Linked DNA regions of Sus scrofa: region 1 is linked to region 2. A link is a contact called in public Hi-C data. All regions are on one chromosome and are shown on one strand. Each heading gives the region's core, a stretch centred on a gene start, on an enhancer-like site or on the middle of the called end of the contact. The rest is flanking DNA. Distances are from core to core; before and after follow the strand shown. Region 1 overlaps CTBP2 (C-terminal-binding protein 2). Region 2 overlaps CTBP2 (C-terminal-binding protein 2).

Region 1 (5,216 bases), core at 1,838-4,337, 41 kb before region 2:
CTCGGCACCCGCACCCCGACCCCCGTTGCTCAGGGCGACTGCTGCCTGCTGTCAGGCCTGGCCCAGCCTCCGTTCCCTGCTCCCCCCATGTTGGGCAGAGGGGGCATCTCTCAGGGAAAGTGTGGTTCGCATCACGGGGTCAGCCTCTCCTTAACTGTGAGAACCTTCTTTGTCTGTCTGAGATCTCTTGGCTCCCTCGCCCTCCACGGTCACGCTTCTGCCCTCACAGGAGACGTGCAGTCCTCTGTCCGCCTGACTGCCCTGCCCGTCATTGCAGGCAGAGGTCACGGCTCCAGAACCTTCCCTTCCGGGGCCTAAGCATGGCCCCTTCTTCCCATAGCAAGTGTCACTTGCTCAGAACCAGTGTGACAGTCGTGGGTTGTGACACGTGCGCGTAAACACACACACACACGTGTGCGCACGCACACACACGACAGGGGTGCAGAATATCACGGCCAGGGGTAGAGGATAAGAAAATTGCATTCCCATTTAAAAGCCCCTTGTGACCTTTTCAGTTTGGGGTGGGGGGAAGAAAAAGATACAAGTACTTGAACTTGAATAATTTGGAATGCCTTCTTTCATGACCTCTGTCTCGGGGGAGGTGCTGGACATGGGTGCTGGTCCCTTGTGTCAAAGCGGGAGCCCGCAGTGGCCCCAGCGAATCTGTTTCCTTTGCGGATCCCCTTGGCGAGGTTTCGGGGGATGTGAAAATAGCACACGAGGCCTTAAAATAAACGTCGGCGTGGCGTGCTTGTGTGCCTCAGCGGCGTGCTGTCACATATGCTCAAGCTTTCCATACTGTTCCCTCTTCAGAAGTGGGACTTCAGTAAGTGGCTTGCTGTGGCCACGGTACAGCAGCTCTTCCGCTTCGGGGAAGGGGCTTCCTGGCCTTTGGCCCCTGGTGAGGGGCACCCAAGGCGGGGGGGGGGGCGTGCAAGGCAGGGGAGCACGTTCAGAGGGTGACAGCCTTGTGGCTCACTCGTGAGTCCTGGGAGCACCTGTTTAGATCCTGAACCCCACTTCATCCAAAGTGTCTCTCCCAGGAGAGCAGCAAAAGTGAGACCTGACTTGGGCTCCCAGGTGTCCCCTTTCCTGGTTCTGCAGCTCTTGGGCTCCAGAGGAGCAAGCCCAGGGGCTGGCCAATTCTCTGATCCCTGGAAGCTTCTGCCCAGCTGGTGGGGGAGGGCAGGAGATCAGCAAGATGGGCTCCTGGCTGGGTCCACTCCAGCACTGGTGTCCTTGGGGCGGCCCGCTGGCCCTGCACGCCCGCCTCCGGCCACAGCCCTCCCTGAGGTCCAGGACTCTGGGAGTTTGGGTGGGTGGAGGGTGGCAGGTCTTGGGTCCAACCTAAATTTCATCTACATCACCTTGTTTTTTAAAGTCATGTATTGTGCTTCCCCCCACAGTTGTCCACATACCCGAGACTGAGTTTTAAATTCTCATTTCTGACATGAAATTGCATGTTTCTTGCTGGCTGCAGTGGGCAGTCTTGGTGGGGACCTCAGGTCCCAGACCAAGGATGGAGCCCGGGCTGCAGCGGCGAAAGCGAGTCCTCCCCTAGACCCCCAGGGAACGCCCGTGGGTCTTGCTCTTGATGGAGCAGCAGCTGCGTTTCTTCTCCGGAAAGCAGCAAACCCCGCCAGAATCCCGAAACAACTACTAGCATTTTCTCCTTAAGCCTGGGTGTAGAAAAAGTCACTTAGTGCAACACAGCAGGTAGTTTCCAGGTGGCTGTAATGTGCAGAAACTTGTCTACCTTCCCTGGGGGTAACGGGATGCTCTGCAGGTCCTGGAAGAGCAACAGGCCCTGGGAAGCGGAGTTTGGTGGTGGCGGGCGATGCTCGAAGAACCTGGCTGACTTGATTCTGTGATCTTTCTGTGTACACTGTGTGGCTTCACCTTTTAACACGGGTGAAATTAGGATACAGCTCACGCCATGCTGTGTGCGCACCGTCCGTCTGGGGCTTGGTGGTTTGTGGGAAGGGAGTGGCACTGGCTGTAGTTGGCGAAGGCTGGCACATGCACACACAAGGCGCCTCCCAGACACAGACGTGCACGAGGATACCTTTGTCCATTGACGAACTTGTAGTACGTTTTGCAGGTTTTCTCTTGCCTGTGATCTTTAAAGTGGGCGTCTTTGGGAAGCGTGGAAGCTGTGAATTCTGGCTTCTCTCCTGCCTGGTCTGGAAGGAAAGAGGCTCCATCTTTCAGACGTGGATGAAGCCGGACGCCCTCTGCCTGCTGTGCAGGGATTCAGGTCAGGTCCTAGCCGGGGAGTTTTTGTCCCACTGTAAAGCTTCTATGTAACCCAGCTCTGTCATTGTAACCGACAAACAGAACTCTGCTCCCGGAAGGCGTCCGCTTTTTATGAGAGTCCAGTGAGAAGCCTGAAACAGGACCCAGTTCATGAAAAGCCCCAGGCCTGGTTTCTGCACCAGCCAGCTGGAGGCCGGCTCCTCCTGGGTCTTGTGGACAGGAAGCGGGCTGGCTGGCCGGCCAGCCCAGCCGGTGCCCTGTGTCAGAGGAACAAAGGCCAGGCCAGCCTGTCACCCGAGGGAACAGGAGGGGGTCCTGAGGAGGGTTAGAGGGTACGTTGGAACTGGACAGAGCTGGCCGAGAGGCTTTGGGGGCCGGGGTTTTGTCCACAAATGAACTTGGCCCTATTTTAAGCCATGTTATGTACCAAGACTTCCTGTTTTTCCAAAGAAACCTCTTGTTTTGGTTTTTGCGATGATGGATTTATTGAAACATGGGCCATTCAACTGACCCACGCTGTTTTCCAACCAAAGAGTCAAGCTGGAGATGTTGTAAGCACCCCCTTCCCTAGAGATTGCTGCTCCTTCAGGAATATTTCAGCCTTGGTCACCCATCAGCGAGCCAACAAAGCGCCAACTGCCAGGCGGGGCCCTGGTTGGATGTCATAGCTGGGGGCTCGGCCCCTTGTTTAGCAGGGGCGGGGGCTGGGCTGGTCAGAGGACAATTGAAAGGGGGTTTTTGTTGTTCTCTGGGCTAAGTTAAGCCATGTGCCTCTCTCTTTCTAGGAGTGCTGGGCTGGCCAATCCGAGCCGCCCCAGTCCCACTCACTTCCTGCCGACCTTTCGACCCCGACAGATGTTTTTTCTTACAAGTGTCTTTAGGCTGCTCTACTCGCTGACCTCATCAAATTGTATTGGGGCCATTTTCATAAGTTTTGTTTCTGAACCTCCCTTTAACCCTTGCTGAGTCCGTCTGAGAAGAAGAGCGCTCTGCCTGCTGTTTGAGCTCGGGCTCGTCTCTCGTCTGTCCCCTTGTCTGTCCCCGGCGTAGTAAGGGGCTGAGCCCACCCCGTTTCCCAGGGCCGGATGGATGCACAGCGGGGAAGCCTCAGCTTCCACGAAAAGCTAGAGTGGAGACTCACACACCAAGAGTGCCGTGAAGGACCCGACAGCTCCCCGAGGGACCCTTCCAGAACTGCGGGCGCTGCATGTGGATCCGTGCCGCTGTCACAGCTCATCAGACTTGGGGGGCCACGTGTGCCTGGGAGATGGGACCCCAGTAGGTACCACCTCTCAGCGCCTGTGTGGGGGTTGGGAGTGATCTCGCCGAAGGACCCAGGCCCGTGGATGTTTCTGTGGCCTCTCCATCCCTCGTCCGAGAGACCAGAGCATCGTCTGCCCGGAGGCTGGGTCTTTTCTGGAGTCAGGACGATGGTGTCAGTATCTTGGCCTTTCTGCATAAAACAGCGTATAGCTTGGGGACCAGCACATTCCCAGAGGGGCGCTGGGTTGTGACTCCATCCGAAAGGACGTGGGCATTCTCTAGGCTCAGCCTTCTGAAATCCCCGGCGTGGGGGGAGCACCTTTGTCCGGGGAGCACCTGGGATGCTGAGGACTCGCCCAGAGCCTCGCCCAGAGCAGGTGTGGTGACTCAGATGGGTGACTGTGCTGGGTGTGCTCTCTGCAGTGTAGACGGCTTAGTTATTGAATGCGGCACAGCAGAATGTGTTCTCAGGCCAGCTGTGTACAGGTTGGTGAGTTCATGCTCAGAAAGCTCCTAGAGCAGTGCCCGCCTCACACGAAGCTCTCGGGGAGCCGTGGCCCTTCAAGTGACACTTGTAAAAACCATGGCAGCCTTTCAGGACCAGACAGCAGGAGTCACCGGTCCCCCTCTTCAGAGGAGCCGTGTCAAGGGCCGCCTACCTTTCTAACTGGACTTTTTTTTCTTCTTTTTTTTTTTTTTTAATAAGTTTAGTTTTTTCTTTATTTTATTGATCCTTCCCTTGGCTGTTCCTGGCTTCCGGTCTGGGGGCTCCCCAGGAGGAGGCGGGCGTGTTGACAGGGTTCAGGGCTGGGGGTGCGCCTCGCTGCAGTGTGGCAGCACCTTTCCAACCTGGCTGGTGTGCCTTGAGCTGGCTCCAGATTTTTCCCAATAACTAACACCTCTGCAGAGCAGCTGGGTTGACCTGGGAGTTGTAGGAATGAGCAGAAAGCTGGGCTAAGAGGGACCTGGTGGGGTTGAGTCTCCCTCCGGCTCTCTATCTGTGAGGCCAGCAGTTTGGATTTGTCAACTTGTCAAATCTTGGAATGTTCCAGAAATGCCGTGGTTCCAAGAAACCACCGAAAGCCACAGGAGCATGTGTGGACGTGTGTGTGTGTGTGTGTGTGTGGACGTGTGTGTGTGTGTGTGTGTGTGGACGTGTGTGTGTACACTTGCATCCACAGTTACGCTCCAGGGCCTTTTCTGACTTTTGGGCTCCTGGCAGGGTGGCTGGTAGGTCAGCTCCCCTCTGTCCTTTCACGTTTCGCAGGAAACTGAAGCTCTGTGCGGGCTCCCTTTCATGGTCCCTGCGTCCTTTCTGCTCTGAATCGGAGAGCTCACCTTTCATAGTTGCGGTTCAAGGACCTCGTCTAAGATCAGAAAGCAGGAGGGCCTGTGTATCGGTGCGTCACCCTGCAGCAGGAGGCCTCAAAGGCCGCGTGCTTCCTGGAGGGCCCCGTTTTTGATAGAGCTTTTTAACGCCCCAGATTTATGGGTGTGTGTGAGTCAGAGCGGAGACCCCAGAGCGCCCTGCACGGTGAGCACAGCCTTGGAATTGACCGAAGCGACTGAAAATCTCAGCAGACTTTCCGTCTCTGGGCCTGTGGGCACCACGAAGTGTGAAGAATGCAGGTTACAGACCTGGGTTTATCAGACAGACCTGGTGGTGTCCGCGCCGGTGGCTGAGGATTTGTAGCATT
Region 2 (5,029 bases), core at 1,732-4,231:
CTCTTCGTCCTGGCACTGACCATACAAGGCTTTGCCTGCTCACCGTGCCGCAGCTGCCCAAACCTGGGCTTCCATGTGTGGCTCACCTGTGGCCCGTCGGTGATTTTATTGATGCAGTAAAAGTCAATTGAGGAAAAATGTCCAAGCGCAGCAGTGCCAGCCGCGGGACTTACAACTTGGGAAGCTGGTGTTTCCAGCTTCCAGGCAGGTCACTGTGAGGTCCAGGCCGATTCCCGTGGAGGAGGGACCCCGGGCTGCAGGCTGCTGTTGCCATAACCTTTCTGCAGGTAAATCTTAGCCGAGGTTGGCCTCTCGTTGAGCTCCAGAGCAATTCAGGATTTGGAAAGCCGGGCCCTTGAGTTCAGAACCTCAGGGTTCTGGGGCGTGAGCTGGAACCAGAGGTGGCAGCTGCCACTTCAGGGTAGAGCAGGCCCCAGATGCCCACAGCTGAGCCCTTGGCCAGTCTCGGGCTCCTGCTGTGGAACCGCCAGCCGGGGGCCGGGAACGACAGGGTGAGCCCCAGCTTTGGGTCATCGCCCGCACAGAATGCAGAGACGCAATGGTGAGGTCCCCAGGGCCCTGTCCGCAAGTGTCCTGGGAGCCCCCTTTTGTCCTTGAGACGTTCATGCTTTATTAGCGGTGGTCTCAGGTGAGGTCCTGGAAGTCAGCTCTTGGGGGAACTGCCACAAGGAAGAAGCATGTGGGGGAGGCACAGGCCCCTGGGGGTCGTATGACCCTGGCCATCCCCAGCAACAGTAAGAGACCGGCCCCAGGGAATTCCATCAGAGCCCTGAGCTGGAAAGCCGGTGTAGGAAAGCAGGCAGGGCAGCGGTCCAGCCTCACCTGGGGTGGAAAGCCAGTGGGTCCTTACACCTGGGCATCCGCTATTCCCCAAGCCCCGAGTCTGCAGCCCTCGCACCCTGGCCACGTCCTCCCTCTGGTGCTGCAGGGCTACCACGGGGGCTGGATCTGGGGGGGACATACAGACCCGGTGTCACCAAAGGCAGAAGCAGAACCACGTGTCTTCAGCTGCTTCGAGACGTGCTCCTTGGCAGCGTGTTTGCTGCTCTTCCACACTCCGGTGGGTCATTCTGGCCCAGTCACATGGTCTGAGTGGGTAGGGTTGGACCTGCCCCAGCGGAAAGCAGCAGCTTTCTAGACAGAACATCGGATGCTTCTTCAGGGCAAAGGGAACACAGGAGGCTCCCTTGGGACGAGTGAGAGTGCCTGAGCCCAGCCGCTAAAGACCAGGAGCCAGCCTGGAGAGGGTGCGCCCAGCAGCAGCAGGGCTGGGGCGTCTGGCCCTGCAAACAGCCCGCGTGGCCGGCGTGTGAGTGTCTAGGCGGATGATTTTACACGAGTGATCAGTGGTTCTGGGCTTTGTTTTAAAGTTCGGTTGGATAAAGGAAAATGCTGCTTTTCTCCATTCACATTCCCCGGGGTGGTGTGGACACTGCAGGCTGGGCTGTCGGATGGTTCCCTTTGGTTTCTCCAACAAAGGAGCCGGTGAAAGTGACAGCAAATGCTTGTCTTTCTGGAGGTGCCGAGGTAGTATCTTGTTGTTGTCGTTGTTGTGTTGTTTAATTAGATGATGTGCTTTCTTCACGTGAGACCTCTGCTTCCACTGCAGGAGATCCTTGCACACCCACGTGTGCGCACACACCTGCCGGGTTAGCACTGGTCACTCGGCAGGTCTTAGGTGGAGAGGCTCCTGTGAAGCTCCTCCTCGGCCAGCTCTCTGTCCAGCGGATCCCTGAGCTAGAAGGGAGACGCCTGAGAGCGCTCGCGGGGGGCGGGTGACTCATTAAGGGCATGTTCTATTTACAAGCTAATCTACGTGTCGAGGCGCCGTCTCTGGACCGAGCCTCAGCTGACTTTGCAGAGACCGCCAAAAATCAGTGCTGAGGAGTGGCTTAAATCCAGCCCCCCCCCCGCCCCCATGGAGCCCACCCAGCTTTCTGGGGGCCCCCCCTTTGTGCGGGTCACCTTCGAGAGCCCAGCTCTGGGTGCTCAGAGGGTCTGAGGAGGCCAGATTTCCTCCACACTGAGGTTTTTTTCTTAACAGCGTTACTGAGCTGTAACTCAGCCTGTGCTGTTCACCTCTCCGTGCGGTGGTTATCAGGCTGTTCGTGGACCTGACTTTGGAGACAAACAGCCTTCAGGGTGCCAGGGGTCCTGTGTGTGCTGGGCTTTCTCCCTGCCTGGCTGTGCCCCCCATCACTGCACCACCTGTGGGCAGTGCCGCTCACCCAGGGCGCCGTCTAGAAGAGTCCAGGGACACCCCAGCTGCACACCCTGGTCTGCTCCTGACTGGGGCCTTTGCATCCTTCCCCAGGGGACGCCCTACCCCCCCCTCCCCCCGCTTCTTCCCCTGCTCACGGGAAGTGCTGTGACATGGGGGGCGTTGACTTTCACCTTCTTCACCTGTTCCTTGAGGCAGGTGGGCACCCTTGGGTGTGGCCGGCAGATGTCAGCTAGCCTTGCAGGGTGACAGTGGGATCAGCAGCAACTCTGAGCACAACAGTGCTGGGATCAATTAGTGATGCCTGCCACGAGCACGAAAGGAGATAAGCGGTTGTGTGTTTGCTTTCCTGGTCCAGGTTTGCATTACTTTCGCCTCTTCTTCTGCCCTGAACACCCTAAGGATCATAATGGCCATTCGTCCAGTTCTTAATGGCCATCGAATTTCGAGGTGTTCACGATCTGGACAGGCTGACTTCCACGTCTTGGCTCTGATTGAAACCGACTTCATGTTCCTGATTTTCCAATACCTCAAGGAAAGCGGTTTCTTCCATAAGTCAAATTCCCTGTGTGTTTTGAGCTCCCTGTGGGAGCAGCCACACCTGGCTCACTTTGGGTCCCTGTGAGAACCAGGCTGGGCTCTCACATGTCGGAGCCTGGAGGTGAGGGGTTGGGAAGCAGTGAGGACAGGTCGGGCAGTGAGGACTTTGGCCTCAGCCTGCCGCGCGAGTGAGCAGCCGGAAGCCAGTGTGCTGGCCGTCCTCTGAGTCACTGCTCTTGCCTTCTGCCCCAGGAAGCACGCTGTAGTTTTCTCTAGCAACACGTAAAGCCAGAAAGCACTCTTGGTCCTCAGCCCCCAGGCTGCGGGTGCACCTCTCCTTGGTCATTGCCTCTGTCCAGAATCCTGGGCCAGCGAGAAAGGGCTCGCTTCCCCTCCTGCTGGCCAGGACTCAGGGGACTGCGGTGCGGGGCACGGGGGGGTGGGGGGTGATAGCAAAACAAGACGTGAAAAGAGAGGCCACCTGAGAAAAATCGGTTCTCCGCCATGTGGGGCGAAGATGTCTCTCTACACGAGTGGGTTGTCCCCGTCAAACCGCTGCCTGGTGACATCCCAGCCTGGCCGGGACGCGTGGGAAGGAAGTGAACCCAGCTCCCTTGGCCTGGGAGAGCTGCCCGGGGACACCTCAGAGAAAAGCAAGTTTGCCAGCTGAAGAGGCACTGTGGGGACAAAGGTGACTCCCTTTTTTTCCTTTTTTTTTTAACCTTAAAATAGTGCCACACTGAGCAGTCTGTGTCTTTATTCCAAATCATTGCCTGGCAGCTGCTCTGCCCGCTCTCCTTCATCTGCTCCTGTGTCTTCCCGTGAAGGGCGAGGGGTCCTCTGGGCAGTGGGCACCTGCCAGGGCGTCCAGGACAGTCGCTGTCTTCACTCCCTTTCCAGAACTGCTTGCTGGATTAATTCCAGCCAGTTGAGAACAGTTTTTATAAGGTTACAACACAAGGGAGGTATTCCCCCCACCCCCACCCCTGGCCTTACCCGAGGCTCCACAGCCTCCCTTTCTAGGTGGGATCCTCTCCCCCACCCCGCAGACAAGCAAGCGCCCTGGGGGGATGAGTGGACCCCACAACACAGCCAAGTTTGCGAGTTTGGAGCCAAGTCTCAGATAGGGGCTCATTGACTCCCCAGGGTCAGCGTCGGATTCCTGAGGTCGGTCACGAGTTGCAGCTCTAGGTCGTGGAGATGCAAGCCTGTGAAATATGCCGCTTATCAGACCCTGCTCGGACTGTGTCTGGCCTCCTGGGGAGCGGGACTGTTGAGCTCAGCCAGTAAAGACGGGGCCGAGCTGGGCTGCAGGAAGTGGTCTTTAACTGGGGAGCCTCTGCGCTCAAGGGGAGGCTGGTCTTCGGGGGTGGGAGACAGGATCAGACATGGTCCAGGCCTCTGGCTCTTGGGTGTCTGAAGTATCTCATCCCTGCCCACTGCAGGCCTCTGGGCTTTCTGTGGCTGTGGCATCGTGTCCCCTCCCCTGGCCTTGGCCACCTGCACCTGAGGGTGGGAGTACACCTGCTGCCACCTCCCTTCTAGGCCGCCCTGCAGGTCCTGGGAGCCGAGGACCCATTTGAGTGGTTGCCTCAGAGCCTTGTGCTAAGGGTGCAGGGCAGTGTGTCTGCTCTCGGGTCGTCCTAAGGCCCGCACAGGTCTCCCGTCTCTGGACCTTTCCAAGCACTCATTTGGGTGTCAGCCATCGAGATGGTTGGTGCCGCCCAGCTGGGTCCCACCTGCAGGGCTCTTCTCTGACCCCCCCGAGCAGCAATGAAGATCTGGGGGTGGGCTTGGTCTGCCTGGAAGGACCTTTCCCCTCTGGGGCAGCCCCCCTGTGCTTGTAACTACCAGGTGGGCGGGAAGGTGGCGTCCACATGTGATGCCGTGATCCTGAGATCGTGGCCAGCCCCGCGTGGGTGTTTGGAGGCTGCACATGGTCGCGATTGGCCAACGGCAAACCCGCAGGCCGTGTCACCAGAGGCCGGAGCAGCCCCAAAGAAGAGGTCTGGTGCTGTGATCCAGTAAGGTGGCCCCAGGGCTGGGTGACCAGAAAGTCACCCTCCCTTTCCACCTGGGAATTCATGAGGCCTTTGGGACTTGGCAGCCCCTGGACCACTGGCCGCTCTTAACAAAACTCCAGCAACTCAGCCTGGTTTCTCCTTTGTTTTCCACGGGGTGTCTCATTTCACAACTATCTGTGTGAACAACGGCAGCTCTAAGCATTGCCAGGCCCCGGGCAGACGT

The links. Hi-C and Micro-C count contacts between places; a contact is called where the count stands out from the background.
Region 1: a Hi-C map of liver shows a contact between it and region 2, with 1.9 times the contacts expected there. The contact joins two enhancer-like sites. A contact is called at or near these places in 1 of 5 promoter capture datasets (liver), 19 of 47 Hi-C or Micro-C datasets (alveolar macrophages, brain, embryonic fibroblasts and 10 more) and 2 of 2 datasets of contacts at active chromatin or transcription factors (alveolar macrophages and skeletal muscle).

The regions. Positions count from the first base shown.
Region 1 is chr14:134,387,687-134,392,902 of Sscrofa11.1, reverse strand. All of the region lies in intron 2 of CTBP2 (C-terminal-binding protein 2), which reads left to right. Among named protein-coding and RNA genes, the nearest start is that of CTBP2, 99 kb to the left of the region's middle. Within about 2 kb of position 3,087, at least 35 of the 83 cell types and tissues checked have an H3K27ac peak or open chromatin away from gene starts, as enhancers often do. A contact at or near this core is called in liver and omental adipose tissue, where this site is marked.
Region 2 is chr14:134,347,008-134,352,036 of Sscrofa11.1, reverse strand. All of the region lies in intron 3 of CTBP2 (C-terminal-binding protein 2), which reads left to right. Among named protein-coding and RNA genes, the nearest start is that of ZRANB1, 96 kb to the right of the region's middle. Within about 2 kb of position 2,981, at least 19 of the 83 cell types and tissues checked have an H3K27ac peak or open chromatin away from gene starts, as enhancers often do. A contact at or near this core is called in liver and omental adipose tissue, where this site is marked.